Regions from separate parts of the Mus musculus genome. Here all the other regions are linked to region 3. Evidence: chromatin contacts called from public Hi-C and promoter capture Hi-C data. All regions are on one chromosome and are shown on one strand. The core of a region is the stretch at or near the end of the contact, and the rest is flanking DNA. Distances in the headings are between cores, read along the strand shown.

The links. A called contact is a pair of places that touch in the nucleus more often than the background predicts. Capture Hi-C pulls out chosen DNA fragments and counts their contacts.
Region 1: a promoter capture Hi-C map of adipose tissue shows a contact between it and region 3. The contact joins the promoter of Zswim4 here to the promoter of Podnl1 in region 3. A contact is called at or near these places in 1 of 39 promoter capture datasets (hippocampal neurons), 1 of 15 datasets of contacts at CTCF or cohesin (large pre-B cells), 1 of 484 Hi-C or Micro-C datasets (nephron progenitors), 4 of 115 datasets of contacts at active chromatin or transcription factors (bone marrow-derived macrophages, double positive thymocytes, effector CD8 T cells and 1 more) and 4 of 9 other capture datasets (adipose tissue, embryonic stem cells, liver and 1 more).
Region 2: a contact with region 3 is called in a Hi-C map of 8-cell embryo, with 2.0 times the contacts expected there. The contact joins the enhancer-like site here to the promoter of Podnl1 in region 3. A contact is called at or near these places in 3 of 39 promoter capture datasets (cranial neural crest, fetal liver and macrophages), 2 of 484 Hi-C or Micro-C datasets (8-cell embryo and Th1 cells), 5 of 115 datasets of contacts at active chromatin or transcription factors (the HPC-7 cell line, the SCID.adh cell line and embryonic stem cells) and 3 of 9 other capture datasets (adipose tissue, liver and pancreatic islet).

The regions. Positions count from the first base shown.
Region 1 is chr8:84,235,410-84,238,431 of GRCm38.p6, forward strand. Zswim4 (zinc finger SWIM-type containing 4) reads right to left here and starts at 1,633. Exons shown (of 14, transcript NM_172503.3): 1 at 1,458-1,633. The coding sequence starts at 1,595.
Region 2 is chr8:84,190,752-84,193,705 of GRCm38.p6, forward strand. No RefSeq gene overlaps it. Among named protein-coding and RNA genes, the nearest start is that of Mir181c, 13 kb to the left of the region's middle. Within about 2 kb of position 1,415, at least 364 of the 459 cell types and tissues checked have an H3K27ac peak or open chromatin away from gene starts, as enhancers often do. A contact at or near this core is called in 8-cell embryo, Th1 cells, adipose tissue and 5 more, where this site is marked.
Region 3 is chr8:84,124,624-84,127,345 of GRCm38.p6, forward strand. It overlaps Podnl1 (podocan-like 1), which reads left to right and starts at 1,366. Exons shown (of 10, transcript NM_001013384.2): 1 at 1,366-1,478; 2 at 1,583-1,804; 3 at 2,605-2,698. The coding sequence starts at 1,476.

The DNA of each region.
Region 1 (3,022 bases), core at 383-2,882, 110 kb after region 3:
CAATCATATTTATTTACAACAGTGCCTGGCTCATAGTTAACATTCTAGAAGCTCTTACTGGCAGGTCGCAGGGGTCTGGGGTAAAACCCTCCTCAGCCCAGGCTTTGTGCAGGACAAGAAGAAGTTAGATACACGTGTGAGAAAGACCGAGGACGTGGGTTCCTAGCCTTCCCTCTGCTCAGCCCCTTATGGAGATGGCATCTTCACAGGGACACAAGATGCTGAAACCATAGCACTGGGTCAGTGTCACAGCCTCAGAACGAGCCTGAGGAAGCTGGCATGACAGCTTGAGAACCTGAAGGGGTCAGCATTACTACATCAGAGATGAAGTCAGCTCTTCAGGATCCCTAAACCAAATTGTTCAGACTCCCAACATCAGTTCCACCCTGGGTATTTCTTCCCCTGTTCCTCCCCTGAGGAAAAAAAAAAAAGCCCCTTCTCTAGGAGGGAAGGGCTGACCTGCCATCCCCTGTAGACTCCAAGGAATGGAGCCAGCATTCGAGGCTGTGTTCCAATCTGAGTTGGCTAGTGACTGGCTGGGTGACCTTGGGCAAGTTTCTCAACGTCTCTGTGCCCCAGTTTCCTCAAAGTGAGAACAACTCCACAAGGGCTCCAGAACCTGCCCAGAGTTCTCTTAGCACCTGGCTGGGCCAAGGCAGATCTGTGAGAGTCCTGAAGACAGTTTTACGGTTCTTCTGTGCATGTCACATAGGGTGAACAGCACGGAGGCCCTACCCAAGGTTTCTACGAGAGAAGGGGGAGTCAGTGATTCGGCTCCTGACAGTTGGCAGATGACTAAGGAGGGATTTTCCGGTCATGAATCAGAGCCTGCTCAGTCCACGGTCAGTCCAAACCCATCCATCCTAACTCAGGAAGAGTTGTGAGGCCAAGAACACTCAAAGTCAGACTGAAAGACAGCTGTATGGGACTGAGAGGAGCCTCGGACCCTTCCCATCTTCTTGGGGGACCCTTAGACAGAGAGAGGGGAATTTTTTCTCGGGACACCACTCCACAAGTCACAGAGTAGGGGTTCCAGGAGCCTCTCTGCCTCTGTATCCCAATCTTGGCTCTGGAATAGCTGGAGGGAGGGGGAAGGGGGGAGGAGGGGCACAGAGCCCTTCCCTCAGTGACCCTGCCTCTTGTCCCACAGTCGGGGATCTGGAGAGGACTGGTGGGCTCTGGAGGCTGGAGCAAAGGGATACAGGGGTGTCATGTATAGGCCCTGCAGAGACGGGGGTCTTCTTCCTGGAGGGTGGGACAGGGAAACCCTACGGCAGGAGTGGGGCAGTGTGGGTCTCTGGGCTGGTGTGTCTCTTGAGGAAGAAAAGAGGTCAGAATAGAGACCCGGAGGGTCGCGGGCAGAGAGGCTCGGGGTGCGGGGCCCGGGGTGGCGGTGTGGGGGGCTGGCTGCTGGGGAGGGGGCGAGGTGTGAGGCCTGGGGCAGGCCGGGGCCTTACCTGCTCGAAGGCCCAGCTCTCGGCCACCCGCTTGGCGCTAAGGTCCAACAACGGCTCGGGGCGACTGCGACGGGCCCCGGTCCCGGGCTCGTCCCCCGCGGGGCAGCCCCGGCTGCGCTTGGCCGCCGGGGGCTCCATCCGGCCGAGCCGGCCGGACGACGCGGCCCCTTTAAGACTCTTCACAACAATGAAGCCGTCTTAGCAGCCGCTGCCTCCTCAGACGAGGCCCCGCCCCCACCGCCCTATTTCTCCCTTTCTATTGGCTGTCCTCAAAGACCCGCCTCCAAGATGCCGCTGTTCATTCGACAATCTCCACGTCCGTCTTTTCTGTGCCATCCAATAAGAGGTCGCAAGAAGAGTCGCTGTCCATCACGGGGCGGTATGAGCCAATCAAAATGAGGGAACCCCACGGCTTGGCCTTGTGAGGAGTTTCGGGGAGGTCTCACGTTCATTCACAACATTCCTTCTCCGCCCCTTTGGGCCGGCCCTCTAGCCTGGCGGCTGGGGCTGCGCCTACACACGGCTTTGTTTACGGAGGGTCGCTTCCGGCCGCCTCCCGGCCGGGGTTGACTCTCTCTGAGCTGTAATGACCCTAGAAACTCAATAACCTCTCTGGGCCACTGGTACAGTTTGGATGCTCTAAGAGCCGACCCGGGCCAGCACAGTCCTTCCTAGCAATGCGCTCGCTGTGGGCTGTTAACTTTACGAGTTCCTCTTGAGCTGCGAGCTAAGACACCCCAATCCTTTCTACGTCTGTGGAATGAACATGAAATTGCCCATTTCGACCCATGAGAGTGTTAGTTTCATTAGATTGGACTTAATGCATGTCAAATCCCCCACTTCGAATCGTTTTTTCCCCCTGACTCAGCTTATATTTTCCACAGTGCGGAAGCCACTCACCATCTTCGTCATTTTTCCACACCCCACCCCCATGACCTAAGAGAACCTTGCGTTTTCCTACCGTCGCGGCCTCTCCAGCATCATTTATTCATCTAGTCCAGGATTAGATGGCCCACCACCCTGCACTACCTCTGAACCCCCCCCCCCCTTCTCTCATTATGTAACCCTGGTTAGTCTGATTGGAGATCCTCTTGCCTCATCCTTTAGAGCTCTTTGAGATACCAGGGTAGGGGGGTTGTTAAATGTCTCTCTGAACTCTGAGCTCCAAGGATCAAGTGTACGTCCATGGGGAGACAAGTCAGCACGTGGAACAGCGCCCAGCGTACAGTAGCAGTTCAGACTAAAACCTGCCAACATAGCTGTGATCCCATTTAGTGTTTAGGATCCTCAAAGCAGGAAAAACCCAACCTGGTCCACAGAAGCCGACTAGCCCACTGGTTGCTTTTGGACAGACCCCTCCCCACCGTGGCAACTAACAGTCACTCATAAGTAGCCTGTGAACCCTTGAAACAGGGCTGCTCAAGTGGGGCTCTTTTGTAGGGGGAAGAACACAATGGAGGAACTGGAGAGATGGCTCAGAGGTTAAGAGCACCGGTCAATGGATCCCAGAAGACTTGAGTTTGATTCCTGGAACCTACATGGCACATGATCGCTGTGACTCCAAC
Region 2 (2,954 bases), core at 165-2,664, 66 kb after region 3:
TTTTCTTCTTCTTTTTTTTTTTTTAAAGGCCAGGGTCTTTCTGTGCAGCCCTGACTAGCCTAGAGCTGGGTATGCAGACCAGGCAGGCCTCTGCCTCCCCAGTGCTGGGATAAAGGTTCAGACCAGCATGAATTTTACTCCCATACAGCTTTTGTTTACAACAGTTTTGTTGCCACAGACCCAGTTTAAGAACACCTTGGTTGGGGCTGGAAACATGACTTGGCAATTAAGAACATGAGCTCTTCCAGAGGTCCTGAGTTCAGCTCATGCAGAAAAGTTCCAATACACATAAAATGAACACTCCTTTCTGCCTCTTTGTGCCCCTGCCCTTCTGTCTATGTAGCCAGCCTTGGCTGTCCTAGAACTATTAGACCAGGCTGGCCTTGAACTCACAGAGACCCACCTGCCTCTGCCTCCCAAGTGGATTAAAAATGTGTTACTGGGAGTGGGTGGGTAGAGGAGTGGGGGGGAGGGTATGGGGGACATTTGGGATAGCATTGGAAATGTAAATGAGGAAAATACCTAATAAAAAATATTTTTAAAAAAAGTGTTACTATCCCCAACCATAAACAAAACAAACCAAAAATCCACCTTGTTAACTTTCCTTTATGTTTTATTAAATCTCTTTTAAAATTCTATTTATGTATTTATTTAGTGTGGGTGTTTTGCCAGTGTGCATGTCTAAGAAAATGATTGAGTCCCTGGAGCTGGAATCCTGGATGGCTGTTAGCAGCCATGTGGGTGCTAGGAAGTGAACCTGGGTCCTCTGGAAAAAGAGAGGCTGATGCTCTCTCCAGGCTCCTGCGGAACCTCATTTTACAGCCCTGGCAGGCTTGGCACTCAATATGTAAATCAGGCTAGCTTCCAACAAAGGGAGAGCTTGCCTGAGTACTAGGACTAATACTAGGACTAAAGGTATGTGCCCCCATACCTGGCCCCTTCTTAAATCTTGCACCCATGTGGAGGCTTCTAGGTGTCCCCAGGTCTGGTATACTTGTCTGGGTCATGCCTGAGAAGGCTCCAAGGTCTGAAGAAGAGAAGGCCCTTCTTAGGCTGGAGTGGTCCTGAAAAACAGGGAGAAGCCTCGCTCATCTCATCTGCTTTCCCAGCCAGCATTAGACAGCCTGACTCAATTAGCCTGTTGTGTGCATGGGGCCTGAGAAAATTATCCTCTGCTATCCTGGCAGTGACTCAGGGACCAGGAAGCCCCCCTCCTTGTGTATGCCAGGCCATGGATGGTGACTTTTCACATATGTGACAGATACCCAGGCCCAGGCCAGGCTCCTGGGGACAGCCTTGGTCCCACAACTAAGACCAGAGAGGGCCTTGGGGTTGGGTGGGGATGAGGACTCTTCTCAAAGGTCCTTTGTAGGAGCGGCTGATGGGGGAGGTGCCGGAGGACCCCGCCCTGTGACTCAGCCTCATTGCTGGGCAATGACTCATGCCCAGGCCCCCGCCGGACGCCACCCGCAGCAGGTGCTGCTGCCGGCTCCAGCTTCCACAAGTGTCCTCTACAGTCACTTCTATGGCAACTACTCCAGCCTATGACCCACACTCACTTTTGGGAGTGCCCACGTTGCTCTGACTGCCTTGTGTAGCCGGGTACAACCATAGACGGCACCTACACCCTGCCCCTCCTTGTGGCGACGGGCTGGGCTCTTGGGGTGTGCTAGCCTTTGACTCACTTTTGATACATGGAATTCTCAAACCGGTCCGGAGCTAGCTTCTTCCTGCCTCCTTTATAATAAATGGAGAAACTGAGGCTGCAAGAACTTTGTGCAGGCGATAGATTCAAAGTGGTCCGTGGAGGCACCAGAGCAGGTTACTCCTAAAACAAGGCCTCCATTTTACTAATGTAAATGGTAAACTGAGGCAGCAGCCCAAAGCCCAGGCCTGCCCGGCTGCGCCCCCGCCTCAGTCCTCTCGTCGCCGCCAGCCCTGGGCTGCAGGCCAGCCCGCCCGGCGCCCGCCCGTCCGCGTCACGCCGCGATGAGTCACCGCCCGCCCCGCCCCCGCGCCAACAAACATCGTGTTGCCCGGCAACGTCCTCCAACATCCTTCGGCCGGGGTTCGAGCCTCCTAGCCCTGACAGGAGTCTGGCAGGGACGCTCCCCTGATGATTTTCCCCACGTCGGGGTTCAGATCGGTCCTTGCAGTACCGATATGTGCTGAAGGTTAAGGGAGACTTCTGTGTTCCGGTTCCGGTGTGAGAACAATCGAGTTGAGAACCAGACTCACCCCTGTATGCCCGTGGAAAGGCCGATGGGAACTGGACTCTCAAGAGTCAAAGTGGCTCTCCTATAAGCAGCCGACTTGGATAGGGATTGCAGTCCAAAGTCTGCCACAGGGGCATTTCTATTTCTGCTAAACTGCTAAACTTCCAGGATCGCTGCAGGTGTTTGACATCTGTCATTAATAAGTATTGTTCTTGATTTTTTTTGGGGGGGGGAGAAGTAGGGGGGGTGGAGGTTGCTTGGTTAGACAGGATTTCTTGTATTACAGGCTAACCTGGAACTCATTATGTAGCCAAGGATGACTTCCAACTCCTGCTCCGCCGGCCTCCACTGGGTTTGGGATTACACACCTGAGCCATTCTGTTTGCCTCACCAGCTAACCCCGTGATGGGCCTGAACCTTCCTGGTTTGAAACGAGAGATAGCCTTAAAGCATTGGCATCTCCTGGGGATGCAGGACAGAGTCCCAGGTAGGTGATTTGAGAACTGTTAAGTCTGGAATCTTCTAGTGTGGGGGCATAAAAGCCAAGTCCACACTAGAACTGGGTATTGCTTTTGAGCTCTGGACACAGACAGTTAAATACTTCCTATGCCACCTTCTCTGAGGAGACAGAGAAAGGGCTCTCTGAGAGCCAGCGTCAACCCTCTTACTTCAGGCTTCCAGCACCCCATAATAGTCAGGACTCACCTGACCTTCTGTAGAGACAACACCACTTCCCGA
Region 3 (2,722 bases), core at 116-2,615:
GTCTGACTGGTGCCTGCTGTCTGACTGGTGCCTGCTGTCTGACTGACTGGTGCCTGCTGTCTGTCTGACTGGTGCCTGCTGTCTGACTGGTGCCTGCTGTCTGACTGGTGCCTGCTGTCTGACTGGTGCCTGCTGTCTGACTGGTGCCTGCTGTCTGCTGGTGCCTGCTGTCTGACTGGTGCCTGCTGTCTGACTGGTGCCTGCTGTCTGACTGGTGCCTGCTGTCTGACTGACTGGTGCCTGCTGTCTGTCTGACTGGTGCCTGCTGTCTGACTGGTGCCTGCTGTCTGACTGGTGCCTGCTGTCTGACTGGTGCCTGCTGTCTGACTGGTGCCTGCTGTCTGACTGGTGCCTGCTGTCTGACTGGTGCCTGCTGTCTGACTGGTGCCTGCTGTCTGACTGGTGCCTGCTGTCTGACTGGTGCCTGCTGTCTGACTGATGCCTGCTGTCTGACTGGTGCCTGTTGTCTGACTGGCTTCCGCTCCAGCTTGGCTGTCTTTCCTGTAGGCCAGGGCTACCTGCCTGAATCCCAGGATCCCCAATTCCATAAGCGCTGGGAACTGAACTCATGTCCTTTGGGAGAGCAGCCAGTGCTCTGAACCACTGAACCACCTCTCCCACCCTAGGTGTTTGAGTTGACAGACCTTGAGGAAGAGGCCTCTTTCATGTACATTTGACACGTCGCTTGTTTTTTAGACAGGCTCTTACGCAGCTAGTACTGGCTTCGTCGGTATCTTCCTGCCTCAGTCTCCCTAAGCCCTGAGATTGCAGGTCTGTGCCTACAACATGCTGTCCTCTCAGTTGCATTAGCTTACTGAACTCTACAAGGTTCCTGGAAGGTGAGACAACCATGACCAGTTGCGGAAAAGGAAGCTGAGGCAAATAGCCCAGGGTCAGACAGGCAGGCCAGCACCCAGCTCTCACGGACACCCACCAGCCTCTGCCTCCCTTACATTAATTTCCTTCCAAGAGCCATGACTATCTGGGGAGTGGGCAGTGGCTGCCAGCCAGGCATGAGAACAGAAGCCTAATCCTCCCTTGAGCCCTTCTGGCTGGCTTCATCTCCTTGGGGACTCTCTAACGCCTGCCCCATCCACTGGCACCCCATTCCTGTCTGTGGTCAGACCAAATACCAGATAGGGTGATTCTCAGCTTTTCCTCAAGTATTCGTCATGGCTGTGGCTCGGCTCAGGCTGGCTGAGGTTATGAAAGTGGAGCTGGGGTGATTGGAGCAGGCAGGGAATGAGGGATGGGCTAGATGAGCCCTCGGCCTGCCCTCTTCAGGGAGGGGAAAGGGACAGTCATCTTCTCAGGCCCCGCGGGGTGTGTGTGTGTGTGTGTGTGTGTGTGTGTGTGTGTATGTGTGTGTGTGTGCGCGCTCTGTGCTGAGAGATGGAGGGCAATTGTAGTCACAGCAGACACTGGAGGACGTGAGTGCTGGACAGAAGCTGGGGAGAGGCACAGCAGGGCTGACTATGGTGAGTTAGGCAGGGAGGGTCTGAAGGCAGGTCTGCCCATCCCCTGCCTGGTTCTGCCCACTGGTCCTCACCAGGTGGCTTTCTGGCCCCTTGCTTTCCTCCAGAGGCCTCAAGAGCTGCTATTGCTGCTCCTGATGCTAAAGTGGTCGTTAGCACACACGGAGGACCCTGCCTTCCCACACTTGGGTGACAGCTCACAGCCCCTCCCGAGGCCCTGTCCTTGGCGCTGCTCCTGTCCCCGAGATGACACGGTGGACTGTGCTGGTCTGGACCTGAGGATATTTCCAGACAATATCACCAGAGCTGCTAGGCACCTCTCCTTGCAGGTAAGGGCTGGGGATCTGAGAGGGAGGCATAGGGCAGGGTTCATGTGGGAGGTCCACATGGCAGAGCTGAACCTGCCCTTGCTCTGGTTCCGCTAAGCCAGGCCAATGTCAGAGGTAGAAGCATCGTGTGTCCCGAGAGTGGAGTTTGGGGTCAGAATCTTAGGACTTACGTTGTTTTGGTCAAAACACTGAGTTCAGCTGCATGGTTGTGGCATTCGCCTTTAATCCCAGCGCTGGGGATGCAGAGGAAGGCAGATAGATCTCTGTGAGTTCAAGGCCAGCCTGGTCTACAGACTTACAGCCAGGGCTACAAAATTAGTCAATAGTTGTGATGTTGGAGGTCACAGGAGTATTTTGGAATGGTTTTGGGCAAAAGGGTGTTGGGGGCTGAGATCAGAGTCTGTTGTAGTGGCCCCAGTACTAAGGACACAAGTAGGAGGCCATCCTTCACTGCAGAGTGAGGCCCTCTGTTGGGGGATGGGGTGTTGGGGAAGGCTAGAGGAGTGTCAGAGACCAGGTTCAAAATCAGCAGCCCATGTGGCTTCAGGCCCAGGGTAACCGTGTGGTTTGCTGGGTGGTGCAGTAAAGAGCTTAGTGCCTCACAAGCCTCAAGGTTGTTTGGGGTCACGGAATGGGATGTCTTCTTTTCTCCTCCTCTTCCTGTTCTCTCTGGAGATATTAGAGATGAACCCAGGGCCTGCCTTGTGGATGCTAAGCAAGTGTTCTGCCACTGGGCTGCACCTCCAGGTTGAGTTGAGGAGCAAGAGACAGGCCTTGGTGTGACTGTCTTTATTCCACAGAACAACCAGCTTCGGGAGCTCCCCTACAACGAGCTGTCCCGCCTCAGCGGCTTGCGCACCCTGGACCTGCATAGCAACCTCATCACCTCTGAGGGTGAGGGCCTCAAGCTGGGAACAA